3 separate regions of the Mus musculus genome follow, and all the other regions are linked to region 2. A link is a contact called in public Hi-C and HiChIP or PLAC-seq data. All regions are on one chromosome and are shown on one strand. Each heading gives the region's core, a stretch centred on a gene start, on an enhancer-like site or on the middle of the called end of the contact. The rest is flanking DNA. Distances are from core to core; before and after follow the strand shown. Region 1 has its middle 52 kb from the start of Gm51794. Region 2 holds the start of Samd5 (sterile alpha motif domain containing 5). Region 3 has its middle 110 kb from the start of Gm51794.

Region 1 (4,289 bases), core at 1,155-3,654, 720 kb after region 2:
TTGTCACATTCTTCTCTTGGAAGTTCTGGGGTTTTAGGGCCCGAGTTTGCCATGCTGTCTTGTGGAGCACAAATGTCTCATCATTCTTGAGAGTTTATTCATACATCTGTCCCCCTGGAATTCAAGATGCTTGAAGACAGGGGCTGTTTTGGATCTGCCTTCCCAGCTCCACCCACTGCCAAGCCCATAGAAACTGCTTGTTTCATAATTGAGTGCTTGGTTCTCTGTTTTCTACTCGTTAGAATGCACATGGCACTCCGTACTGCAGTGAACCATTTTTCAGAATTATCAAACTAAAGAACCCTAACTAAAGCATTGATTTTCCTGAGTTGACACGGTATCAATAATGGTAGTTTAGTGTGTATTGAACTGCTTGGGACTACACTTCACCCTATGTAGTTTGCATTCAGTTGTCTCCTTATATTTCTATTAGAAACCCCTCAGTGGGTGTTTTCATTGAACCCATCTCACAGATGTGGAATTGAGATGCACAGACATTAAATGATATGGCCAAAGCTAGAAAGGCAATAGTAGCCATTTCTCTAAGTGACTTTGTCAGGAGGAAGAGGGAAGAGAAGTAATAGTATGACTTGAGACTGCTCTTGAGCCTTTGGGCCTTGTGTGTCTTTTCTTGGCTTCACAGTTTAGGCGACCCCGTCTTTATTTCAGATTCATACTCCTTCAAATCAGGCTGAGGCATCTAGTGCGCCTCTTACCTAGACCTCTAAACTACTAACCAAGGAGACAGGGACTACCAAAATGGGCACACACAAGACCGGGTGGGTGTCGTCCATCTGGCCGCAAACTTGGTGATCAGCCAAACACAGAAAGCTTTTAGCTATACCTCACCGTGGTACATTATCACCTTCTACTTGAGATAATTCAATGTGAGTTAAACACCTATCATAATGGCCATAATTCTGGCATTTCTGGACTGCAAGCTCAGCTCGAGGTGCCTCAGGAAGGCTTGTATCACATGTCGTTGTTACAAGAGATTAGCAGCTTTCCTGTTGACCTCAACCTCAAATTAAATGTTTACTCATTTCATGGTTGTCATGGCCCCAAGCAAACCACCTGACATTTTGCCCATTCTCTGTTCATCTCCGTTACCTTTCTCGTGTATGTTGTGACTAAACAGTGCTCAGGCACCATTATGAAACCCTGGGGTTAGAGATTAAGGGGATGGTCATGCTGAGGCAACTCTGTTGAAGAAGAACATAGAATCATGCAAAACAGCACCTACCACTAGAAAAATTTATATAGCTCTGGCTCTGCCAAAAATCCTCCAAAGGGGCAGGCTTGCCCATGGCCATGGTATAAACTGTCCTTAAACTCCTGTGGACCTCGGAGGTACAGACAATGGGAGTCCAGCTTTTGTTCTTTCTTGATGTTTCAAAGCAAGAGTAAAATACCACCCATCCTTGTCATCCTAGCCAAACACACACATTAGCTGCCCATTAAAGACCTCAAAAACATGCCTTTAGCCCACGCTGGCCCTTTCCATTGGTGCTATTTGTGTTGTTGTTGTTTCTGTTGCTGCTGCCGTGTATTGCATGATGGTGGAGCCAGGGCTGGCTTTTAAATCACTGTACCACCTTAACCCAGCACATACCTAACTTAATATATTTTCCTTATGGCATAGATAAATTATACAGTCAAAGGTGAAGAAGTGCGTGGAAAGACATCAGACAGCTTGACATTTTTGGCTTTTTTTTTTAAGATTTATTTATTATTATTATTATAAATAAGTATGCTGTTGCTGTCTTCAGACACACCAGAAGAGGGAGTCAGATCTCATTATGGGTGGTTGTGAGCCACCATGTGGTTTCTGGGATTTGAACTCAGGACCTTTGGAAGAGCAGTTGGTGCTCTTACCCACTGAGCCATCTCGCCAGCCTGATTTTTGGCTTTTGAGCAAGGGCCTTAGTGTGTGATTTGAGCTGGCCTGGAACCTACTATGTCTTCCATGACTTATAGTAATAATCCTCTTGTCTCAAAATCCCAAGTGCTAGGATTATAAATAGAAGGCACTACACCCAACCAAGTGGACACACACACACTACACATTCACACACACACACCACATACACTCACACACACACACACACACACACACACACACACACACACACACACCCCTTCCTGAGTCAGAGGCATACCAGTGTGGCATCTATTTTCCATGAATACAGGTTGGGTCTTCAGTGTGTTTGTGGGCTTGCTTGTCTCCCACTTACACACATCCCCACATACTTAGGAGACAGGACAGATGATCAGACTATGTTACTCACTAAGTGGAAATTCAAAACAGGGCCATGTTTGATGAGTGGAAGCTGCCCAGCAGTGGGAGTTCCCCTGCACACAGGCTCCCTTGATAATGATGGAAGGCAGTGTCAGGCCAGGCCAGGAGGCCAGTTGCAGCACCTGCAGCTGCCAGCTTGAAGGGAAATCCGGCTTTGGGTTGGACAGATCCCAGGAGCAGAGGGAACCGATTGCATTTCACAGATGGAGCAAAGGATTTCTAGGTACAGGTGGTGGAAGCAAATTGCTTGTCAAGAGATTTATTGCAGCGAGAGCCCAGCCATGTAGAACAGCCACTGTGCCACCAGGGCCCAGAGCTGCTGGCCCAAATCTTCAAGGCTCACAAGCAGGCTTCAGGAATGACAGCCAGTGCTACCCAGAAGAAACCACATCCCTCTGGGGAGGGCTGGAGGCAGACAACAAGGTTAGTACCACCCCTTCACGCTGCCACTGAAACCATCAGTCAAACAACAGGCAGAAAAGGAGGGAAAAAATGTGAAGTCATGCATGGTGGGGGTGGGGAGGAGAAGGAAATGGAAGAAAACGTCCATTTGTCTTCACGATCTTTTCTCCATTGGCTAACAGGTGATGGGTAGACAAGAGACAAAAGATTGTGTCCTGAATTGTCTCTGTTAGGGGTACTGCAAGTTTGATCCACTCAGATTCCCAGCAAAACTTTTTCCCACTTCTCAGATCCCCCCCCCTATATCTATATGTGTGTGTGTGTGTGTGTGTGTGTGTTTCTGTGTGTTTCTGTGTGTTTCTGTGTGTCTGTGTGTGTGTCTCTGTTCTATGTGTGTCTGTCTCTCAGTCTGTGTCTGTGTCTATGTCTCTCTGTCTCTGTCCCACTGTCTTTCTCTGTCTCTTTGTCTCTCTCTGTCTCTGTCTCTCTTTGTCTCTCTGCCTCTCTCTCTCTCTCTCTTTCACACACATACACACACACACACACACACACACACACACAGACACACACACACGTCCCAGTGCATGTCTTATCAATGAGAAAGCAGTACTATGGCCGGGAACTGACCTTCTTTCATACCACTGAGCTCCTGTATCAGACCAAGATTTCCACAGACAGCCAGACAAGCTCATTCTCAAGGTCAAGATCAGCTCTAAATCACTCTCTCATGCTGAGAAGAACTCCATCTCCCTCCTCAGTCACTATCCTCACCCCTGTCGGGTCATTAAGGCCACGGGACAAAGAAAATGCTATATCACTTAGTGGCCCCTCCCAGCAGTGGGGATCTACAGCCTGATGGCAGTGCCAGGGAAGGCCAGGAGGCCAAATGCAGTGCCTACCGCTACTATCTAGAGGAAGAACAGAGTTGACCATCAGGTAGAGCCAAGAAACCAAGTCTGATAACAAAGTGCTCAGTGAATGGATGTTTTGCATTTAGCAGAGTAGAAGTTGGCAGTGTAGTAAATTTGGGGCGACATTCAACATCTGGAAGCTCTGTGTTGTTGAGACAAGGCCCTTGGGAGAGGTGACCATAATGAGCTTTGAGAGACATTTCAGAACTAAGTGGAAGAGAAGACGAGAAGCAGCAAAAAAAAAAAAAAAAAAAAATCATGACAAGGCATCTGGAGACAGACTTCTTAGCATGACTGATGTTGGCTTCTCTGGGGTACCTGGTAGCTAGTAAATGCCCAAGAGAAACCCTGTGTATGCAGGCAGTACCACTGTGTTCCCAGCAAAAGCAGAAGATGACAGGCTGTGCCCCCTGTTCTTAAAGGAGTCTAACTTTTGAGAAGCCAGCATCTTTGGTTACTCCCCCTGCCCCCTGTCGTTCTGCTGGCCAAGTGTGAGGATATCAGACATATGCCATCACACCCAATGTGGAGCTGGAGATCAAACACCAAGCTTCATGCATGGTAGGTGAGCACTCTAGCAACTGAGCTATGTCCCCAGCCCCTGAAATCTCCTGTCCTAGGGAAACAGACGGCAGTGCTCTGGACCACTGAGCTAGAACAGCATCTTGATGCCCGTA
Region 2 (4,017 bases), core at 1,136-3,635:
AGTGGCTGGAAGCCTGTCCCTGAGTTTCTGTCTTCATAGTTCTCTACCCTTTCCTCTACAGTGACCAGACGAGGAGGGAATGTTTCACACATGGGTCTTCCTTTTTTTGTAACATAGCGGATAATACTTCTAAGAGCCACATATACTTAGACATAAATGCAGATGCCTGGCATATAGTACCAACTTCCGAAGAAGCATTTACAGAGAACTTCTGTTCCATTGAAGCAGACTTGTTTTGAAAGTACTGCAATACCCACCTCACCAAAACCCAACGGTTTTCATGACAAAGCATTGAGATATAAAGGTACACGCGAGGGCATTATCTGTACATTACGAAGGCAAATAGGAACCATAAAGCCCTCTTCTTCCTTCAGCCGAACAAAACAAGTTTGGGACTTGGGCAACGCCTTAAAATTCCAGCACTTGGACACAAGAGGGCACTGTGAGCTTGCTTTGGCAAGGGACGGAGGGCAAGTTACAATCCGTGCTAGGTAGGGAGGGTCCGGGGTAACCCAGAGCCTTGCTCCAGGATCAGAACCATAATCTAGTCTCTGAACACGGAAACGCGGGTGATCTAGGACTGCGGGCAGACACGGCTCCGTGACTACCCGCGTTGTAGTCTTTCTTCTTCCCAAACAGAAGGTTCTTCCTGGTAGCTATTTTTCAGTATGAGACGTTTGGATCCAGGAGCTTGGGACTCAGCATATAGGCCCCAGCTATTGTAGAAATACGGGACGCATTTTGGGTTCACCCATATCAGGTATTTTACAGACCATAAAGGAGAGAGAGAGAGAGAGAGAGAGAGAGAGAGAGAGAGAGAGAGAGAGAGAGAGAGTTAGTTTGATTCTCAGTGTCTGTCCCAAGAGGGGTTTAAGCTTCACTAATTTAGTGGAAACGTGGCACAGAGAGTCCCTTACCCACAGCCAACGGTCCTGGAGCCACGGGGAACGACTCTAAAGCCACGGATGGGCAGTGCCATCATTAGTGTTGTGCCTAGAGACAGGTAGGGCCCCAGAAGGACTCTTTCAGGAAGGGTATTGGCCAGGTCTGGCTCTAGAGTGAAGCTGAGTGTTACTTTTGTGAAAAGGAAATTGTTGCTGCCTGCAAGGTTTCTTAAGGTTCTAACTGCTTCCCCAAAGATCAGACGAAGTGAAAAGAGGCCTAGGAACTCCGGGGGGTCGCCCTTCTCCTCCCCACTCCCCCGCCTCCATTCAAAGCTGGGCCATGGGCACCAGGAGGGAATCTCGGTTAATTTTGTTACTCCCATCTAGGCAGAAGTGCTAGATGCCCTAGTGTTCTCTTTAACACAGCTGCGTGGTGGTGTATGTGGTGGTGTATCAATTAACACGCGACCCTGGGGCAGAGAAGGGGGAGTCGGCTGTGGTCCCTGTCTCGGAGGCAGAAAACCTCTCTTGTCCCTGGGCAGGGAGCCACCTGGGGCAGAAGAGCTGTAACGCGAAGTGAATAGAAAGCAAAAAGGCAGGGAGAGATTGAGGGGGTCTGACACAACGCGGTGTGCTTGTGTGGCTGGAAGGAAGGTGGGGGTGGGGAGGGATGCCGATCAGGTAGGGATGCGCTGACCGAGGAGGAGAAAGTAACAACCCACCCCAAACTTTCGCAGGTCAGATGGCCTTGGAGGGAGAGGCAATCGGGAGCAGTCGTGCCCCTCCCGACACCCACCCGGTGTGACTAGTTATAGCGAGGAGGGGCCTCGCGCCCATCAGGCTGGACAGTCCCCACGTCGCTCCCACCCTGCTGCCAAAACGCAGCTGCTTGGGGCACAGAGCGCAGCACCACAGAGCCAGACACACCGTGCCTGTGGAGCCTTAGCAACCCGCTCCTTTGAAAGGACATTCTACGTGCATCGGGAAAGGAGAAGGGACACTGGACTCAACAGCTTCTCTCAGGACCAGTGACCGGGTCCTCCCCTTGGACACCCAGGCGAGAGTACCCACTGGCTTGGGAACTGAGCGAAGAAAAAAAAATCTAGGGGTTTGGAGAAGTCGGATTCAAAAGAAATGTCGAAAGATATCCAGGGCAGCCACCGGAGTCCGGAAGCTTAATAGCCACCGGGTCACCGTGACCCCGGGAACGACAGTGACTGACAAGCGCACAGACCAGGCGCTCGCCATCATCCACCGGTCTGCCCGCCGGAGCCGCCTCCACGGCGTGGGACCCGGTTGCAGACGTCCACGGAGCCGGCCAGATAGCGACATGCAGCGAGCACTCCCCAGACTGCCCCAGCTGGGGAACCTCCTGGGCGGCGCAGCGCGACGGTGACCCGCGCGGGTGCGAGGGGTGTGCCCGGCCCCGCCTGCGCGCCCCTCCCCGCGGTGGCCGCGCATCCAGGGGCGGCGCGGAGCCCAGCCGCTCGCCCAGCCGCCAGTGCCCGCGAGCGCCGCGCCTGCTCGGGGAATCCACTTCGCCGCTAGACGCTCCTCGTTTTCTCTCGCTCCCTCCCCGGCTGCTTTCTATGGCTCTGACTCTGCGGCCGGAGCCTAACCACTAAGGGAGAAACTTTTCCTGCTGTTTCTTCTCCCCACCCCTTTCCAGGAGAGGATTAAAAGTTGCAAGAACTGGTGCCGCCCGTGTCACTTGGGTACTCGCTGGCGAGTTCCGAGTCTCAGCCATGTGCACCAACATAGTTTACGAGTGGCTGAAAGCGTTACAGCTCCCACAGTACGCTGAGTCCTTCGTGGATAATGGCTACGATGACCTGGAAGTGTGCAAGCAGATCGGAGACCCGGACCTGGACGCCATCGGGGTGCTGGCTCCCGCGCACCGCCGGCGCATCCTAGAGGCTGTGCACCGGCTGCGGGAACAGGATGCGGCCGCTGCCGGCCTCTACTTCACCCTTGAACCGCAGCCCGTGCCACCGGCACCGCTGGTAGAAGCGGTGCCCCCAGGCCGCCGGGGGGAGCCATGTGGCAGCTCAGCCCAGGGCACTCGCGGGGACCCCCGTGGCCAGCCGGGCGCTCCCTGCAGCAGGGAGCTGGTGAGCTACCCTAAGCTGAAGCTGAAGATCATGATCCGGGATAAGCTGGTCCGCGATGGCATCCACCTGAGCAAACCCCCATACTCACGCAAGGTAAGGAGGCCCCGCCAGGGCGACCTTGGGCATGGCGGGAGGGAACCAGGCCTGGAGCTTCTGCAGCGGCTCAGCAGTCAGTCTAGGTGACAATTGAGAAACCAGGGTGTTCGGGGTGTCTGGTTCTCCCGTTTTCTGCGTTATCTATCTATTCCTTCTGTGCTGGCGTCTCTAATAATAGCTGCTCACTCATATTTTGCATGTAGACAACTCTTAACAGCACCCTAGCATATGGGCTCGATTGTCAGGTTCTGAGCAATGGGTGCTTGCTTTTGGTGGCCACCGGGAAATCCTAATGCCTCTGGGAAATCCTAATGCCTCTAGTAGTGTCTGGCTTGGAAGAGTGAAAAAAAAAAAAAAGATGGGTCACATCTGCCTTATTTTCAACCTTCCTCTTTTTCTTTACTTTTTTCTTCTGAGTTTTGAGAAACTTCCAAGAGGAGTGGGTGACTATTGCCAAAGGAGTAGGGGAATTCAGGGCCTGCTGTTCTCAATTCCATGCTATGGAGAAGTGTCCCATTAACAGGAACCTATGTGTGTGTGGTGGTGGTGGGGGGGGGGGGCGTGCTAAACACAAAACTTGTGCCTATTCACAGGAGGCTCCTAAAGCTTAAGGATTCCGGGTAATGGGATGCTGAGCAAACGGGTCATCTGGGGTCTGTGGTATCACTAGTGATTCAGATGAAAGGAAGATAGATTCTTTTCAAAACTCCAAGGCACATGTGTAAGGAAGGCCAGGAAGAGGTGACATTTCAGTACCTAGAAAGCAATCCTCACACGTGAGAGCAGGCTACACGTTCTCATGGCCGCTCTGTGTGGCACGCAGACATGTGGCATGAGGTTTGAACAATTAAGTACCAGAAAGTGCATTTTTACACCAGAGTGCTGTCTCTAGCTTCAAGTGGGTTGGTTTGGCTTAGTGAAGTGAA
Region 3 (4,122 bases), core at 1,081-3,580, 560 kb after region 2:
AATCTGTTTTTTTCATAGACTAAAGGCAGAAAAAAAGAAGAAGAATCCATCAGTGGTCAAGATAGTAATTAGTGTAAGTTACAGCCTAATTGCTTGAAGCCCCATCTCCTGCCTCAATCTGCTTCCATCGGTGATTTTTATTAAACTTCTTAAACAATGACAAAAAAAGGAATCAACCAACCTGCACATTTTCCCAATGCAACAGCCGCAGACGTCTGTATTCTTTCCAACCAAAGCCTCGTGCCCATGGTGTGAAAACTCACTCACCAAACTCTAAGCAAAGCGGGAATTAATAAAACATCAAAAGTGTTTTATTTCCTATACTGGAAATTCCCATTTGCATAAGATCTACCACCAAATCACTTGGACAGGAATTTACTCACAAGGAAAGGACCTTCTGAAGGAAAACCCTATTCAAGCTCAAGCTTCAAAACAAACACGGGTTTTAGGTTTTGTTTTGTTTTGGGCAGGGGGTGGGGGGTGTTGGGGTTTTTTTTTTGTTTGGGTTTTGTTTTGGGGGGGTGTTTTGTTTTGTTTTGTTAGAAGAAAACACCAGCCCTACTTATTCCTGGAGGATTTTTTTTTTAATCTTTTAATTAATGACAGCCCTTGGGGCACTGAGCAATTGTTAATTAAAACAAGAAGGAAAGTAGAGGAAGCAGGCACAAATGCTAAGATGAACACATTTCCTTTTTCTCTGCAGGAGAATAGCATTACCAAGCCGGCATTCATAAATATGAATACTTTTGAAGGAAAGTATATGAAAATGTTAAAAGAGATTCTAACTTGGCATGGCACACACTGGCAGGTGCATAAATTAGCCGGGGCTCCTCTAGAATTATAAACCCCAGGGTGTCACCTTTTGTCTAATTGAGTGGTGGTAGGGCTCTCTCCGCCATGCCAGGATGGAGTGCTTCTGTGTCTGCACGGGCTTACTCTGTCAGGGGGTGGTGGCTGATCAAAGGTCTTCTAGGGATAGATTTCACTTTCATTCTAACTCTGGGCTGGCCTTCAAACTGGCAGAAGCCATCATTATAAGGTGTTTCTTAAACGCTTCCAGTTAGAAGCTATATCTGCTGCCCCTTCTATTCTTCAGCCTTGCCCTTTTCAATCAGAAAATTTTTACTTAAAAAACTAATTATTAGGTCTTTTGGTTCATCCCCTATGCTTACTTAGTCCAAGCAAGTAATGAGTGGTGGGATCATTTCAGTTCTCCCCTCCTGCTTTCCCCTGGACTCCTTATGAAGAAAGCTTTTGTCATTTTCCTGTACTCTGAAATCTACCGAACAAGCAGGGCTTTAGCTGCAAGAACTAAACCAAATGAGAAAAGAGGTAAAAATCTATCTAACATTTTATTTGGTAGGTAAGCCAAGCCAGAGCCCTATTTGGAGGTGTGTGTGTGTGTGTGTGTGTGTGTGTGTGGTGTCTGTGTATTTGTATATGTGTGTATGTTTTATATCTGTGTGTCTGTGCGTCTTATTATGTCTGTGTGTATGTGTTGTGTCTGTGCTATGTCTATCTTTGTGTGTGTCTATGTGTATGTGTTGTGTATTTGTATATGTGTGTATGTGTTGTGTCTGTGTGTATCTGAGTGTCTATGTGTATGTGCTGCATATGCACATGTCTGTGATGTGTGTGTTTCTGTGTATGTGCATGTTTCTGTATATGTGTGCGTGTCTATGTGTGTATATGCTATATCTGTGTCTATTTGTATGTTTGTATTCGTGTCTGTGTGTGTTTTAGAAACAAATAATGTCATTTCTAGGGTAGCTTTTCCCAATTTTTCTATGTCCTTCATTGCGCATAATTTTATTATCGTTCTAATCAAAATTTTTTTTTTCAAAACTAGAACTGCAGCTTAGGTCTGGGCTTCCCCCCTCTTCCTTGTGTATCCCAATCCCTTTGATGTTCTGGGTCAGAGGACATGGGGTTAGCTCCTGGGGATCAGTGTCATTTACTGAATTTCTCAGATGCCAACTAAGATCAGTAGCTAGGAGACAACTTTGGATTTCATTTGGCTGTTTGGAGTCAGACTTTATTCTTTGTCACAGATAAGATCTGGCTCCCCTGTTGCGCTGTCTCTAAAATAGCAAGCATTAGGTTAGGTAATCAGGAAGCTACAGTCTGTGAGGAAAAAAGAAAAAAAAATCCCTTCTCTCTTTAGCCAATACCTAGACAAGCACAGCTGCAGAGTAGAAAAATAATAATAGTAGTAATAATGTATTTTCTCTCTCCCTTGCTATAATGATGTCTGTTGGAAACTCCTCCAGCTCTCTCAAAAGCGGCTCCCTTCGCTCACGCGGGCGGAAAAGGAGGCTCAGTGCACAGCACAGGGTTGGGAGGGCGGGTGAGGGGCGGAGTCTTCCAGACTTCTTTTGTTTTCTTTTCCCTCAAACCTAACTGGGGCAGTTATTTACCTAATTACTTAAAAGGGAAAACTTAAAGAAAACCTTTGCTGTGTTTTTCAATGTGGATCTACCTAAAAATTGCTGTGCGAGTCCATTCATTAAAAAAAAAAAAAAAAAAAAAAGTGCTACTAGGGAGCTGATTGGACACATCCCGCCTTCCGCCTCCCGCCTCCCACCCCTTCCTGCTCTGATTGCAGGCCTTCCTTTCTGTGCTTTCGGGGTCCATCATTCATTAAATATGGTGCCTGTGCCTCTAATTGGATCCGTGAAAGCTGTAGTCCACAAAATGTCTGCATTTGGGGTTAATTCTAAAGTCTGAACACTTGCCATATTCACTGAGCCGTGGCTGTTTACAGGTGAGAATCTGAAGTCCCTCCCTAGCCCTTTGTGATCTGACCGCCAAGCACTCGTCCATTCTCCTCGGAAGCTTTTCTGTATTCTACCTACAACCATGTGGAAGAGCTCTTCACGCTCTCAGTATCTGTTCTCCAGATCCCCTCTGTACGTTGACCCATGTTTCTGTAGCCTCATCCTCCCATCTCACCGTGGCCCGCCTACTCATCTCTCAAACCCTGCTTTATACTGTCCACCAAGGTTGAAATGTGACAATTCTGATGTCCAGGTGTTGCCGTGTCACAGAATTAAGAGATGGGGGTCTGAGGATGGAGATGTAGCATAGTTGGCAGAGTGTTTGCCTATCATGCACCAAGTCCTGCGTTTCTGGGTTTGATCTACAGCACTGTAAAACCTAAACACGGTGGCAGGATCCAACATAGTCTTACTTGTCTGCATGGGGAGTTTGAAGCTAACCTGCACTATGTGAAAACTTTCTCCAAAAAAACGAAAAGAAAGAGGAGAGGGAGAGAGAAAGGAGGGATGGGGAGATGGAGAAGGAGAGGGGGAAGAAAATGAGAGTGGAAGGGAGGAAGGGAAGAAAGGAGAGACAGAGGGAGGGAGAGACAGTGGGAGGGGTGGAAGGAGGGAGGAAGAGATAGAAGAAAGAAGAGATGGAGGAAGGAAGGGAGAAAGGGCGTGGGCGGGGAGAGAGAGAATAACACAATTTAGGACATGCGTTTCCAAAAGAGTTTTACAAGGGAAGGTTAATCTCTCCTGTCCTGCCTTCTACCACAAACTGTGGATCCTGAACTGCGAGGATGGATTGCCGCCCTCCATGCAGCCTCCTCTGAGGTATTCAGCTGCACACAGCCAAGTGCAACCCGTCCCTTCTCTTTACATGTGTCCCCACCAGACTGCCACTCACTCTTTTCTACACCCACAGACGTGTGGAGAGTCTCTCATGAAACCGCAGTTGTGCACAGTTGTGCGTTCATTTCTCTGTGTCAGGCCAGCTAGAATGCCCACAGCCAGACAGGAAACAGTGTTGATCCTGAGATGTACAATGTAAAACAGCCTTAGCCCCAGTAGCACTGAAAGAAGAAAGAAAACGTTGGACTAAAGTAAATAAACAAATAAAAGTTTTTCATTTAATGAAGGAATTTTGCAAAGCTATTCAGCATGTCTTCACAAGTTCAAAGACAGATTTAAACTATGGCAAGACATATTCCAGTTGTCTGAAAAAAAATGTATCTTCAAATACAACATAGAATATTAAGGAAGTCACGTGGGCAGTGTTGACAATGAGACGAGTACACACATATCTGTCTGTGAGCTTGGGAAGAGCTTTCCATCCTCCAGCATTTCCATATATTGTGAG

What was found. A called contact is a pair of places that touch in the nucleus more often than the background predicts. HiChIP or PLAC-seq counts read pairs in DNA pulled down with a chosen protein or histone mark.
Region 1: a contact with region 2 is called in a Hi-C map of the N1E-115 cell line, with 10 times the contacts expected there. The contact joins the enhancer-like site here to the promoter of Samd5 in region 2. A contact is called at or near these places in 7 of 39 promoter capture datasets (the 3T3-L1 cell line, 3T3-L1-derived adipocytes, cranial neural crest and 2 more), 8 of 484 Hi-C or Micro-C datasets (the N1E-115 cell line, cerebellum, cerebral cortex and 4 more), 11 of 115 datasets of contacts at active chromatin or transcription factors (astrocytes, embryonic forebrain, embryonic hindbrain and 8 more) and 1 of 9 other capture datasets (embryonic stem cells).
Region 3: an H3K4me3 HiChIP or PLAC-seq map of forebrain shows a contact between it and region 2, with 6 times the contacts expected there. The contact joins the enhancer-like site here to the promoter of Samd5 in region 2. A contact is called at or near these places in 7 of 39 promoter capture datasets (the 3T3-L1 cell line, 3T3-L1-derived adipocytes, cranial neural crest and 4 more), 3 of 484 Hi-C or Micro-C datasets (cerebral cortex and embryonic stem cells), 17 of 115 datasets of contacts at active chromatin or transcription factors (acute myeloid leukemia, a beta-TC-6 cell line, craniofacial prominence and 12 more) and 2 of 9 other capture datasets (adipose tissue and embryonic stem cells).

Annotation. Positions count from the first base shown.
Region 1 is chr10:8,954,211-8,958,499 of GRCm38.p6, reverse strand. No RefSeq gene overlaps it. Among named protein-coding and RNA genes, the nearest start is that of Gm51794, 52 kb to the left of the region's middle. Within about 2 kb of position 2,404, at least 35 of the 459 cell types and tissues checked have an H3K27ac peak or open chromatin away from gene starts, as enhancers often do. A contact at or near this core is called in the N1E-115 cell line, embryonic limb bud and oligodendrocyte precursor cells, where this site is marked.
Region 2 is chr10:9,673,576-9,677,592 of GRCm38.p6, reverse strand. It overlaps Samd5 (sterile alpha motif domain containing 5), which reads left to right and starts at 2,385. Exons shown (of 2, transcript NM_177271.3): 1 at 2,385-3,088. The coding sequence starts at 2,630.
Region 3 is chr10:9,116,254-9,120,375 of GRCm38.p6, reverse strand. No RefSeq gene overlaps it. Among named protein-coding and RNA genes, the nearest start is that of Gm51794, 110 kb to the right of the region's middle. Within about 2 kb of position 2,330, at least 62 of the 459 cell types and tissues checked have an H3K27ac peak or open chromatin away from gene starts, as enhancers often do. A contact at or near this core is called in cerebral cortex, embryonic brain, forebrain and 3 more, where this site is marked.